2 separate regions of the Mus musculus genome follow, and region 2 is linked to region 1. The links are chromatin contacts, called in public promoter capture Hi-C maps. All regions are on one chromosome and are shown on one strand. Each heading gives the region's core, a stretch centred on a gene start, on an enhancer-like site or on the middle of the called end of the contact. The rest is flanking DNA. Distances are from core to core; before and after follow the strand shown.

Region 1 (6,094 bases), core at 908-3,407:
AGAGGCAAGTGGATATCTTTGAGTTTGAGGTCAGCCTGGCCTACATTGTGAGTTCCAGGACAGCCAGAGCTATGTGAGATTGTCTTTTATTTAAAAAGAAAGAAAGAAAGAAAGAAAGAAAGAGAGAGAGAGAGAGAGAGAGAGAGAGAGAGAGAGAGAGAGAGAGAGAAAGAAAGAAAGAAAGAAAGAAAGAAAGAAAGAAAGAAAGAAAGAGAGAAAGAAAGAGAGAAAGAAAGAAAGAAAGAAAGAAAGAAAGAAAGAAAGAGAGAGAGAGAGAGAGAGAGAGAGAAAGAAAGAAAGAAAGAAAGAAAGAAAGAAAGAAGAGAGAGAGAGAGAAAGAGAGAAAGAAAGAGAGAAAGAAAGAAAGAAAGAAAGAAAGAAGAGAGAGAGAGAGAGAGAGAGAGAGAGAGAAAGAAAGAAAGAAAGAAAGAAAGAGGAAAAGAAAAAGGAAAGAAAAGAAAAAAAAACACCAAAAAACCAAACCAAACCAAACCAAAACAAAAAACAAAAAGCAAAAGCAACTAGCAATCACTCACTGTCAATCATCTCTCAACCATAACAATGTTCCCACAGGATAAACCGACACAACAGCAATGGATAACTACTTTTGGTGCAAACAACCGTGCAAATGAATTCACAGCACTTTGGGAGGTAGTATATAATCCTCAAAAGATGGACCAAGGCTCAAGTTCTCAAAAAAAAAATGGTAAAATTTCATACACTGCAGCTTTGACTTTCGCTTGCTCAAATAAGTTTTATGCTTTCTAATAGGAAAATCTGTCAACCAAAAGTTTTCCTGAATATCTTACAGCAGTGGCTCTCAACGTTCCTAATGCTGCATGGACCCTTTATTATGGTTCCTCATATTATGGTGACCCCCAACCATAAAATTATTTTCGCTGCTATTTCACAAATATAAGTTTGCTACTGTTATGAATCACAAAGTATCTGTTTTCCTATGGTCTTAGGTGACCCTTGTGGAAGGTCTTAGAACATCCAACAACCATTACTTCTACTTCACGCCATCTTTAAAAACCAAACCAAACCAAACCAAACCAAACCCTGTTATTATAGTCATTTGACAACTGGAATCCAAAGGTGACATAGTCAGTCTGTGATCACTGGGAAACAGGTGCACTCTACCCCCTTCTATGTTCTCTGGCAGCTATTTCTTTCCCTCTGTCGTTCTTTAGCCAAGCAAACAGATGCCACATCAGTAGGATGAACCACTTTTATCAGAAAAGACATTTCAAATAAAAGAGCCCCCTATAGAATTCAAGAAATAACAACTGTCCGAAGTTATTCCCTGCTGGATAAACAACTTTCTTTATCTCGATTTCTTTACTGAAAAAATTTTTTTTCTTTCTTGCTGTCTCCCAAGATTGTTAGTTATTTCACCCCCAACCAAAGAACAATTCCTTTCGTTCTTCCTATTCAGAACAGAAACTCCTCAAACAAGCCGTCTCTTCAACATCCTGGTTTCCTCATGACAGCCGCTTTCGGTTCTCCCCCACCCCCACCCCCTCCACAGTCCTTAGAGGAGCTCGAAGCCTCGGCCACTGTCCCCTCCAGCTCCCGCCAGCCCCCGCGCTCACCCCCACCGTCCTTCCCTAACCGCTGCCTAGGCCCTCCGGCGCCCCAGCATCAGCAGCTTTTGCTCACCTCGGCTCCTGACAGGAAAGGGTGCGAGGGCCCAGTGATCGTCAGGTAATTGTCATTTCCTCCGGGAAACTGTAAACCAAAAGAAAGCCGCGGTGGGTGAGTGAGCGGAGCAGTGGCGTGCTGAGACCCCAGCCCTCCCGAGCCCCCCTGGCTCCTCGCTGCCCTGCATTCCCGCTTCCGCTTCCCCTAGTCGGCCGCGAACCCTCATCAGCCCTCAAAGACTCGGCACCCACCTCCATCTTCACAGCACCACTACCAGCGACTCAGCGTCTCCGCGTCCGCATCGCTCCCACCGCCCCCACTAGGTTCCGAGCGCGTCACTTCCTCAAGGAGAAAGCGTCGCTCTCCGATGATTGGACCGAGTCAGGGACGCAACCAGTCTCGATCCCAGCTGCCCGAAGGGTCGCTGTCGCCCCCTGGAGCTTGGTGGGATAATGGCATGTAGAAGAGCACTGGGTGGCCCTAGAGGCGGCGTCCGGTACAGCCGATCCAGCGAAGATTTCTGGGGGAGAGCAATAGAGACGCAGCTTGAGCTAGAAGGGCTGGAGCGGAGGCAAATAAGGAGACCCGTAGATTGAGTGGCTAGAGAGGTCGGAGGTAAGTGGCTGTAGAAATCGGGAGGACCCGGAACACAGACGCCTCGGGACCATGACTTACGCTTATCTCTTCAAGTACATCATCATCGGAGACACAGGTAACCCGCCGACGGACCGCCTTCGGAGTTGGGGCGGGGATCCTACCTCCAAAATCGGCTTGGGGGCGGGGCGGGGTGAGCGGAGTTGCGCGGAGGGGGCGGGGCGAGCCCCGGGGGCGGGGCTCTGCCCCTGCCTTAGACCCTGTTCCCTGTCTGGGAGCCAGCGGCTTCCCGGGTGACGTGCGTCTAGTGAACACCGTTCTTTCGCAGGTGTGGGGAAGTCATGTCTCCTCCTTCAGTTTACCGACAAGCGGTTCCAGCCCGTGCACGACCTCACAATAGGTAAGCTATCCCCTCGTTCCAGAACAGCTAAAAGCTAGCTGCCAGAACTGCTAAAGGAGAAAGTTACAGTCTCAGTATTCTAAATAAAAAGTTACTTCTCGGCCGGGCGTGGTAGCTCGCGCCTTTAATCCCAGCACTCGGGAGGCAGGTGGATTTCAGAGTTCGAGGCCAGCCTGGTCTACAAAGTGAGTTCCAGGACATCCAGGGCTACACAGAGAAACCCTGTCTTGAAAAACCAAAAAAAGTTACTTCTCGCTACCTTGGTCTGAAATCATGGTATATGAAAAATGATAAAAGCTGGTAAGTGGAGGATAAATGATTGAAAGGTAACTTTAGAGATGGATGTAAGATACTAGTTGCCGTAGGATTTTTTTTTCTTCCAATGCAACTTGTATGTTTATGGAAAAATCCCACGGAAACATGACTGCTTATTAAACATCTCATCTGTATTTTGTTATTAACTACCAGCTTCACATGTTTTTCAACATAAACACCAACATAGGATTCTTTTAAGTCTGGAGAGGTAAAAGCCAATGTACGGACATTGCAGTTCTTCCTGCACAGACACCTCCTCTAATCTCTTCACCTTCTCTTCTTTTAGGAGCAAATAGCCTCAGATTCATTATATAACCCACACTGGACACAAACTCCCAGAGATCCTCCTGCATTAGACTCTCCCCCCCCCACCCCCTCGGGACAGGGTTTCTCTCTGTGTGGCCCTGGCTGTCCTGGAACTCACTCTGTAGGACAGGCTGGCTTCAAAAATCAGAAATCCGCCTGCCTCTGCCTCCCAAGTGCTGGGATTAAAGGCGTGCGCCACCACTCCCAGCCTCACGGACTTTCGTAATAAGTTTGTTTTTGCGCCGAGACTGGCTTTAAGCTTCCTGGGTAACCTGACCATGATTTTGACTTGATCGTCCTAAATGCTGGGATTAGATATGCACCACTATACTCAGCCTGTTTTTTAGTTTCTTACTCATTGAAATTACATTCTTATTGTTCTGAGAGAAAAAAAAAGTTGACAGTGATTTTTTTTTTCCAAAAAAATATCTTTTTGATTTTTGTTGAGGTAATAGGTATTCAGAACAGGTATTTCATATAGCACCTTAAAGTAAAAATATTTATATAGAGTATGAATTCCTCATGCTATGTACAAAATACTATTTTGAAAATAGAAAAGGGGATGAATTGTCTGCTTATGATGCAGTGGGGTTTTTGTTTTTTTGAAATATTGTCCTTGAAAGAGATGAATTTTGCCTAGAAATAGAAAAGTGTCAAAAGCTCTATCAGTTCGTCAGTTTCCATACTGCTTTAAGAGAGGCTATTACCAATGTACTCTGGAAATTATTGGTGATTGAAGGTATTTTGTCCTTGAAGACCTGTTCCTTAGGCAGCTTCTTTAATTGCCAATGAAAACAGTTTTAGAATTGCAGTTTAAGAAGTGCTGCTTCATACACAGAACTAGTCAGTACTCTGAGACACTGTCGCGAAATGCTATCAATGGGCTGGAGAGCTGACTCAGCAGTTAAGAGCACCGACTGCTCTCCCAAGAACAAGGGTTCAATTCCCAGCACCCATCATCCTCTGTCACTCAAGTTCCAGGGGATCCTTTGGGTTCTTCTGGCCTCCACAGGTACCAGCCACATACGTCACACATACTTAACATGCAGGCAAAACACTTAACTTTCAAATAGTTCAGAAGTTCTTTGAGCCTGACAGTGGTGGCGCACGCCTTTAATCCCAGCACTCGGGAGGCAGAGGCAGGTGGATTTCTGAGTTCAAGGCCAGCCAGGTCTACAGAGTGAGTTCCAGGACAGCCAGGGCTAAACAGAGAAACCCTGTCTTGAAAAACCAAAACCAACCAACCAAACCAGCAAACAAAGAAGTTCTTTGAAAACAATTGTAGAATTAAATATTACCTAGTCAGATTTCAGTGTAAGCTAACATTCCTAAGCATTTATTCATCTCTTTTAGTTTTATTTGTCCCAGAATTGTTATGTTCATTTTCTAGAAATTTTTTTCTATGAATTGTAGCTTTGTAGTTTATTTTATGAAAAACTTTCCTGTAGTGGCTTTTTTTTTTTTTTTTGAGACAAGAGTTTTTCTGTATAGCCCTGGCTGTCCTAGAACTTGCTTTGTAGCGGGTACACATTCTTCAGATGTTATTTGCAAATCATTACAGTAACTGCAGTGCCACTTTTCTTAAGGCTAATTCTTAAGAAGATCTAGATAGAGTCTCTGTCATTATAAGGCCTTAAAACAAATCAACTGGTTATATAATAAATCAAACTTAGTTTATTACTAGAATTTATAAAACCAGATCTAGGGAAAGAACTAACTCTGGTAACACATACGTGGGTTTTTCCCCCTCAGATCTTAAAAAAAATTTTTTTGTATATATGTGTGTTTGTATTTGCACATGTGTGTACAGGTGCCTATAAGGGCTAGAGATCATTGACCCCTCTGCAGCAGGAGTTACAGGTAGTTGTGAGCCACTGGACAAGGGTGTTGGGAACCAAACTCTGTTCTGCTCCAAGACCAAGTGCTCTCAACCACTGACCATATCTCCAGCCCCCAGCCCCCTATGGTCTTAATATAGCAAGTGTCATCCAGACTGTAAAATCAAAACAGTGAGACTACTTGTATTTATTTTATCTGAATGAGCTTTGTTCCCTTTTCTACATCTGAGTTATTCTTAAGTCATTATCACTTAGAATCCACTTGTTTCTTTTTGGTGAAAGGGATTAAACCTAGTGAGTTATGTTCTAAGTAGTTACACTATCGCTGAGTTATACCTGTAGCTGTAGGGTAATCTCAGGCCAACCCTGAACTTGCTCTGTAAGTCATGATGACCTTGAACTTCTTATCCTAGGGCTCCTACTGCCTTTACCTCATGAGGCCTGGGATTAGATCACTGCCATGCTCAGTTAAGGGGTTCTGGGGCATGCATGTGGATGTGCACGTGCATGAGTGTGCAGATGCCCATAGGGCCCAGAACAGGGTATTGGAGTCCTTGAAGTTGGGGTTACAGGCAGTTATGAACTATCAGATGAGGGTGTTGATACCCAATTCCAGTCCAAGAAGCACATACATGCTTTGCTTTAGTGCTGAGCCATCTCTCTAGTCCTGTGTCCAGTTTTATGTGGATCTGGGGATTGACTCCAGAGCTTCTAGGCAAGTCCTGTATCAAGTGAGCTACATGTCCAGTCAGTGGGTTTTTAATTCTAGAAAAGAAACTAAAAGGAACACAAATTCAATTGGAGCAATAACCACTGTCGGGCTGAATGTCAGTGAGTGATGACAAAGGACTCATCATTATAACACTGGGGAAAAGTATGTGGCTCTAGATGGACATGTATGTGTTCATTACAGTCATGTTCGTTCTCTTGTCTTTCACTGACAGGTGTGGAGTTTGGAGCACGTATGGTCAACATCGATGGAAAACAAATCAAACTG
Region 2 (5,529 bases), core at 297-2,796, 2.3 Mb before region 1:
TCTCTCTCTCTCTCTCTCTCTCTCTCTCTCTCTCTCTCTCTCACTGATCTTTCTATACAACCCTGGCCTTCCTGGAACACTCTGTGTAGATCAGGCTGTCCTCATCTGCTTACCCCCTACCTCCCAATCACTGGGGTTAAAGGCATGAGCCACTACCCTTGGCCCTAGAATGTTCTAAAGCTGTGACCCTTTAATACAGATTCTCATGTTGTGGTGACCCCCAACCATAAATGATTTCCATTACTTACTTCATAACTGTAATTTTGCTGTTACGAATTGTAAACACCTGTGTTCTCCAGTGGCCTTAGGTGACCCCTGTAGGGTCGTTCAACCAACCAAAGGGGTCTCGACCACAGGTTGAGAACTGCTGTTCTAAGGAAAAGCCAAACAGCTCCATTTCCTAGCACTTTTGCTCCATCCTATCAGTTTGTTCTCTGATGCAAGCGATCTAATCACTGGGCTAGGGAGATGGCTCAACCATCCCTCTTCAAGTAAACCTGGGTTGGATTCTCCACACTTATATGGTGGTAACTGTAACCGGTTCCAGAGGATCCCACAGCAGTAAGCATACAAGTGGTTCACAGACATATGTGCCAGTCAAACACCCACACACGTAAACAACAGTAAAATAAATAAAAACGTATAAAGAGCTCTAATAACCTTGAAGCAGTTTATTTAAGACTTTTATTTTTTTAGATGGGCAACTTCAGCATAGTGCCCGGGCCTAGCTTTGAACTCTCGATCTTCCTAACTCAACCTCCTGAGTAGGTGTGGTGAAGGATTAACAGTACAGCTAAACATCTTATTTTCCAAAAGAAGTCACTTCCTGATTGGGTACCCTTAGTTTTACAAAACCAGTGTAGGCATAAGTAGGAGTGAAGGAAGGATGATGGGAAATAAGGGATGTGGGAATGGGGCAGGGCAGTTAACGCGGCTCAATGGGTAAAGGAGCTTGCTACCAAGCCTATGATGTCTCACTCCCAGAATGTCTTCTGACCTCCACAGCACACGTAGGACACACAGTAAATAAAACGTGACTTTAAAAAAAAACAGAGGGAGCGCGGAGGAGGCGAGGTAGGTTAAGAAATTCAAGAGGTGAGGCTGGAGCAACGTAGTAAAAGGATCTGAGTTCAAGTCCCAGAACCCAAAATCTGGCAGCTCACAAGCACCTGTAACATCGGCTCAAAGGGCTCTGGCTCCCTCTTCCGGCCTCCGTGGACACCGCCCACATATGGCGCATGCGCTCGCCCACATCGATAAATAAAAACAAACCAGTGGGGGTGTAGTGGCGTGCACCTTTCCTCTCATCAATCGGGAGGCCGAGACAGGACGATCTCTGATACCAACAACACATTGGCTCGACCTCCGAGCACCACAGTGGCAGGCCTAAGCTTCCGAGCTGGGCCGCCACCTCTATATAACCTTCCGTGCCTAGTCTTCCCCTTTGTTAAATGGGTGAAGTTCCGACTTCCAGGATCCGAGCCGCTACCGCGACAGTTGCGCTGAGCGCGCGCTCCCGGGGCGGGGCTGCGCCAGGCGGGAACGGAGGCCCCGCCCCGTCCTGTGCCCGGCTGATTTAAGACCCAGTTGTTTCTACGCTGGCGGCAGCGCCTTTCCCGGGCAGGCCCCGGCCTTAGCGCTCCGGCGGCGAGCCGTGCAGGTTAGCGCTCGACGACCGCGAGCTTGCGGCGAGGCCGCGCTCGCCCTTTAGGACTCCTTGGCGACCCAGACGGTAGGTCGGCGCCGGAGAGCGCGTCTGCATCTTGATTATCTCCGGCCTTGTAAGGGTCACCTCTTGTGAAAACAGTCAGGACGATCAATCTGCGTCCAGCACAGCGTGCAGGGGAACGGCTGGAGGGCTCGAAGCACGCCTGCGTCAGAGTTCGGCGCTCTGCGCTCCTGCGCGTGGGACCCCGGCTGCCTGCGCAGGGTGGGGGTGAAGCCTAAGGTCACGTCCTGTGGGCGGCTCCGCTGAGGACCCCTGGGCGGTTGAAACCCTCGTGGCTGGGTGCCTAACTGGCCTGCAAAACTTTATTTGTAGGTGTAGTTCAACAACATTCTGAGTTGGTAAAACGGAACTTACTGGTAAAACATAACTAAATAGCTTTTGTTGACAAGTCGATTGTTATTAATTCTTGATGCTTCATGCAAGGCAAGAACCGTTATCGCGGCTTTGCAGGTGGAACACTGTTGGCACCTGAAAAAGGAGCATTTCACATAAACTCACACAGAAAACATGGGGGGCGGGGCGGAGCCACAAATTAATGTCTCGAATTGCGCCTCCTCAGCTGATTCCTCTAGACCACGCTACAAAACAAACGGCTAGTTGCTTTCATGTGACTCATAAAAGGAGCGAATAAACCAATGTTCTGTGGACGTGAAGCGTTAAGTACTAATAAGCTTCAGACTCGGGGCTGCCTCGGGCTCAGCTGCCATTTGGAGGAGTGGGTAAAGCAATAAGGGAAAGAATGGGCAGGCAATGTTTGTGTTGCTGTTGAGTTTCTCATTGCTCTCTGTTGATGACATTCTTTTCAAGGTGCTCCAGGTTCTGGCAAAACACCTATCTGTATAGCTATGTCCCCACACTAACCACTGCAGTGCATTGTTACTGGAAAAGCTGTTGTAGTTCAAGTGTCTGTCGCTCTTGCTCCCAGACAGATAGCTCTTTCATGAGATGACACTGACAGAGAAGCACCAGAAAGAAACTGTGATATTCCACAGTTGAGCTATAAAGGGGGCAAAAGGTATACTGGGACCCACACCCCTTAGTTTACTGGGAACACGACAGACAGCAACAGTTTGTAGCTCCAGCAAAATGGTAACGGTAGGAAGACGCCTTCCATTAGAACTTAGTGGATTTGGGTGGTGTACTGGCTGGTTTTGTGTCAACCTGACAGCTGGAGTTATCACAGAGAAAGGAGCTTCAGTTGAGGAAATGCCTCTATGAGATCCAACTGCAAGGCATTTTCTCAATTAGTGATCAAGGGGGAAAGGCCCCTTGTGGGTGGGACCATCTCTGGGCTGGTAATCTTGATTCTATAAGAGAGCAGGCTGAGCAAGCCAGGGAAAGCAAGCCAGTAAAGAACATCCCTCCATGGCCTCTGCATCAGCTTTCTGACCTGCTTGAGTTCCAGTCCTGACTTCCTTTAGTGATGAACAGCAGTTTGGAAGTGTAAGCTGAATAAACCCTTTCCTCCCCAACTTGCTGCTTGAGTTCCAGTCCTGACTTCCTTTAGTGATGAACAGCAATGTGGAAGTGTAAGCTGAATAAACCCTTTCCTCCACAACTTGCTTCTTGGTCATGATGTTTGCGCAGGAATAGAAACCCTAAGACAGGCGGGTAGGGGTGAAGTAGGAGTGGTTCTGTTTAGAGTCATACTTTGGACAGCTTGGGAGAGATTTTGTTCTTGGAATGGAAGGTATTCTGGTATTTATTTGTAAGTTTTCCATAAAATGCTAAAGAATTTGGGGACCCTGATGTCTGATATAGCCCTGCTCTATAAGAAACATCTCTGAGCCAGATGTGATGGCATGAACTTTTAATCCTGGCACCCAGGAGGAAGAGGGTCAAGGTTCTAGGCTTGACTCTGGCACAGAATTTGAGCCCAGAGTTGGCTTGTGAGACTGCCTAAGGTAGCTTGAGCAGCAGCCAGGGGTTTGTTCAACTTGCATTTTCTCCCATTTGTTTCCATACAGATAATACCAAGAAAACGAGATGGCGTCTGGAGATTTCTGTGCACCTGGAGAAGGTGTAGAAATGCTGCTGCAAGGTAAGGGGAGTGTCCTGGTTAGGGTCTCATTGCTGTGAAGAGACACCATGACCAAGGCAACTCTTATAAAGAAAAACATTTAACCGGAGTGGCTTACAGTTTCAGTCCATTATCATCATGGTGGGAAGCATGGCAGCATGCAGGCAGACATGGGGCGGGAGTTGGGAGTTGCTCAGAGTTCTACCTCTTGATCTGCAGGCGGCAGCAGGAGACTGTGTCTCACACTGGACATAGCTTGAGTATATATAAGACCTCAAAGTCCGCCTCCACAGTGACACACTTCCGTAAGGCCACACCTCCTAATGGTGCCACTCCCTATGGCCAAGCATTCAAACACATGAGCCTATGGGGGCCATACCTATTCACCCCCACCACCTGCAAAAAAAAAAAAAAAGGCCTGGTGACTTTCCCAGAGGTCTCGTCCAGATCCTTGCTTCCTGAGATGACAGAGGTTCACAAGGCCCACTAGAACGGTTTCACTCACAGCACCCGGTTCTGAGGAAAGTAGAATCTAGGAGTTTTTGGGGCACTCTAATAAGAAGCAGGTTGGACCAACTCTTCATACTGATTCAGTACCTGTTACTGCAATAGATGCATCGTGGCAGTCTGTTGCCAAGGTAAGGGTGGCTAGCTTGTCCCTTTTGTGTTTGTTTGTTTTTGTTTTTCGAGACAGGGTTTCTCTGTGTAGCCCTGTCTGTCCTGGAACTCACTCTGTAACCAGGCTGGCCTCGAACTCAGAAATCCGCCTGCCTCTGCCTCCTGAGTGCTGGGATTAAAGGTGTTCACCCCCATACCCGGCCAAAAAGATTTATATCTTATTCTGTAAAATGACTTTAGACATAATAATCCAAAGCATAAATGTGTATGAGTGTGTGTGTGTGTGTGTGTATGAGTGTGTGTGTGTGTGTGTGTGTGTGTGTGTGTGGTAGATAATGGTAAAAGATGTCAGCAGAGCCCCCTGGGAGAGAGATGGGGTAACCAAAGGACACCGACCTCTCCATGATCTTTCTCTCATACCTGTGCTGCCGGCAAGGGTTACCCTGCTCTGCTTCTCAACAGTCCGTTAATCTCTCTTACCTTTCTCAGCCTTGCTTGAGTGAATGAGCGAGGCCTTCTCCACAGTCGGAACTTGCATATCTGTTCCCCACTTCCTCAAGAACTCTAATGATATTGGCCAGGCTTGGTGTTGCATGCCTGTAATCCCAGGGCTTAGGTGCCTGAAGCAGGAGGATTACAGATTCAAAGCCAGCCTGGGGCTACATAGAAAAAAACGTAAAAAAAGCAAAGTTTCTAATAAGTGTCTGAATGAGGGATTTTGATTACTGTGGTGAACCATACTAAACGGTCTCTCTCTCTCTCTCTCTCTTTTTTTTCTCTTGGAGCTGGGGAGCCAACCAGGTCCACAGCAAGCCTGTTCTCCCAGTGCCCTACACCCCCCAGGCCCGACATTCCCATTTACCAAGACCTTACATTGGAGCTCGGACTGTAGCTCATGGTAAAGCCTTTGCTTGATGCGCTCGAGTCCCTGGCAGCACACACCCATAGTTACTCCTCACACACAGAGTGAATGCTTGCTAATCTGAGGGCCAATTCTGGTTTATTTGTGATTTATGTTTTGAGGCAGGGTCTCACAGTGTAACGCAGGCCCCTCTGCAGGTCATGTAGCCCAAGCTGGCCTTGAACTCCCAACTCTTCTGCTTCCTTCTCCCTAACACTGCGATTCCAAGTGTGTGGTACCACATCCAAATACTTGTTTTAT

What was found. Promoter capture Hi-C pulls out the DNA fragments that hold promoters and counts their contacts.
Region 2: a contact with region 1 is called in a promoter capture Hi-C map of hippocampal neurons, with 2.2 times the contacts expected there. The contact joins the promoter of Haus4 here to the promoter of Rab2b in region 1. A contact is called at or near these places in 2 of 39 promoter capture datasets (hippocampal neurons and liver).

Annotation. Positions count from the first base shown.
Region 1 is chr14:52,275,458-52,281,551 of GRCm38.p6, reverse strand. It overlaps Rab2b (RAB2B, member RAS oncogene family), which reads left to right and starts at 2,157. Exons shown (of 8, transcript NM_172601.3): 1 at 2,157-2,356; 2 at 2,567-2,638; 3 at 6,042-6,094. The coding sequence starts at 2,311. Tox4 (TOX high mobility group box family member 4) reads right to left here and starts at 2,406. Exons shown (of 10, transcript NM_023434.3): 1 at 2,320-2,406; 2 at 1,896-2,164; 3 at 1,663-1,731. The coding sequence starts at 1,901. Gm23758 (a small nucleolar RNA gene) reads right to left here and starts at 5,021; the gene lies at 4,932-5,021.
Region 2 is chr14:54,550,378-54,555,906 of GRCm38.p6, reverse strand. It overlaps Haus4 (HAUS augmin-like complex, subunit 4), which reads left to right and starts at 1,546. Exons shown (of 10, transcript NM_145462.2): 1 at 1,546-1,732; 2 at 3,697-3,770. The coding sequence starts at 3,716.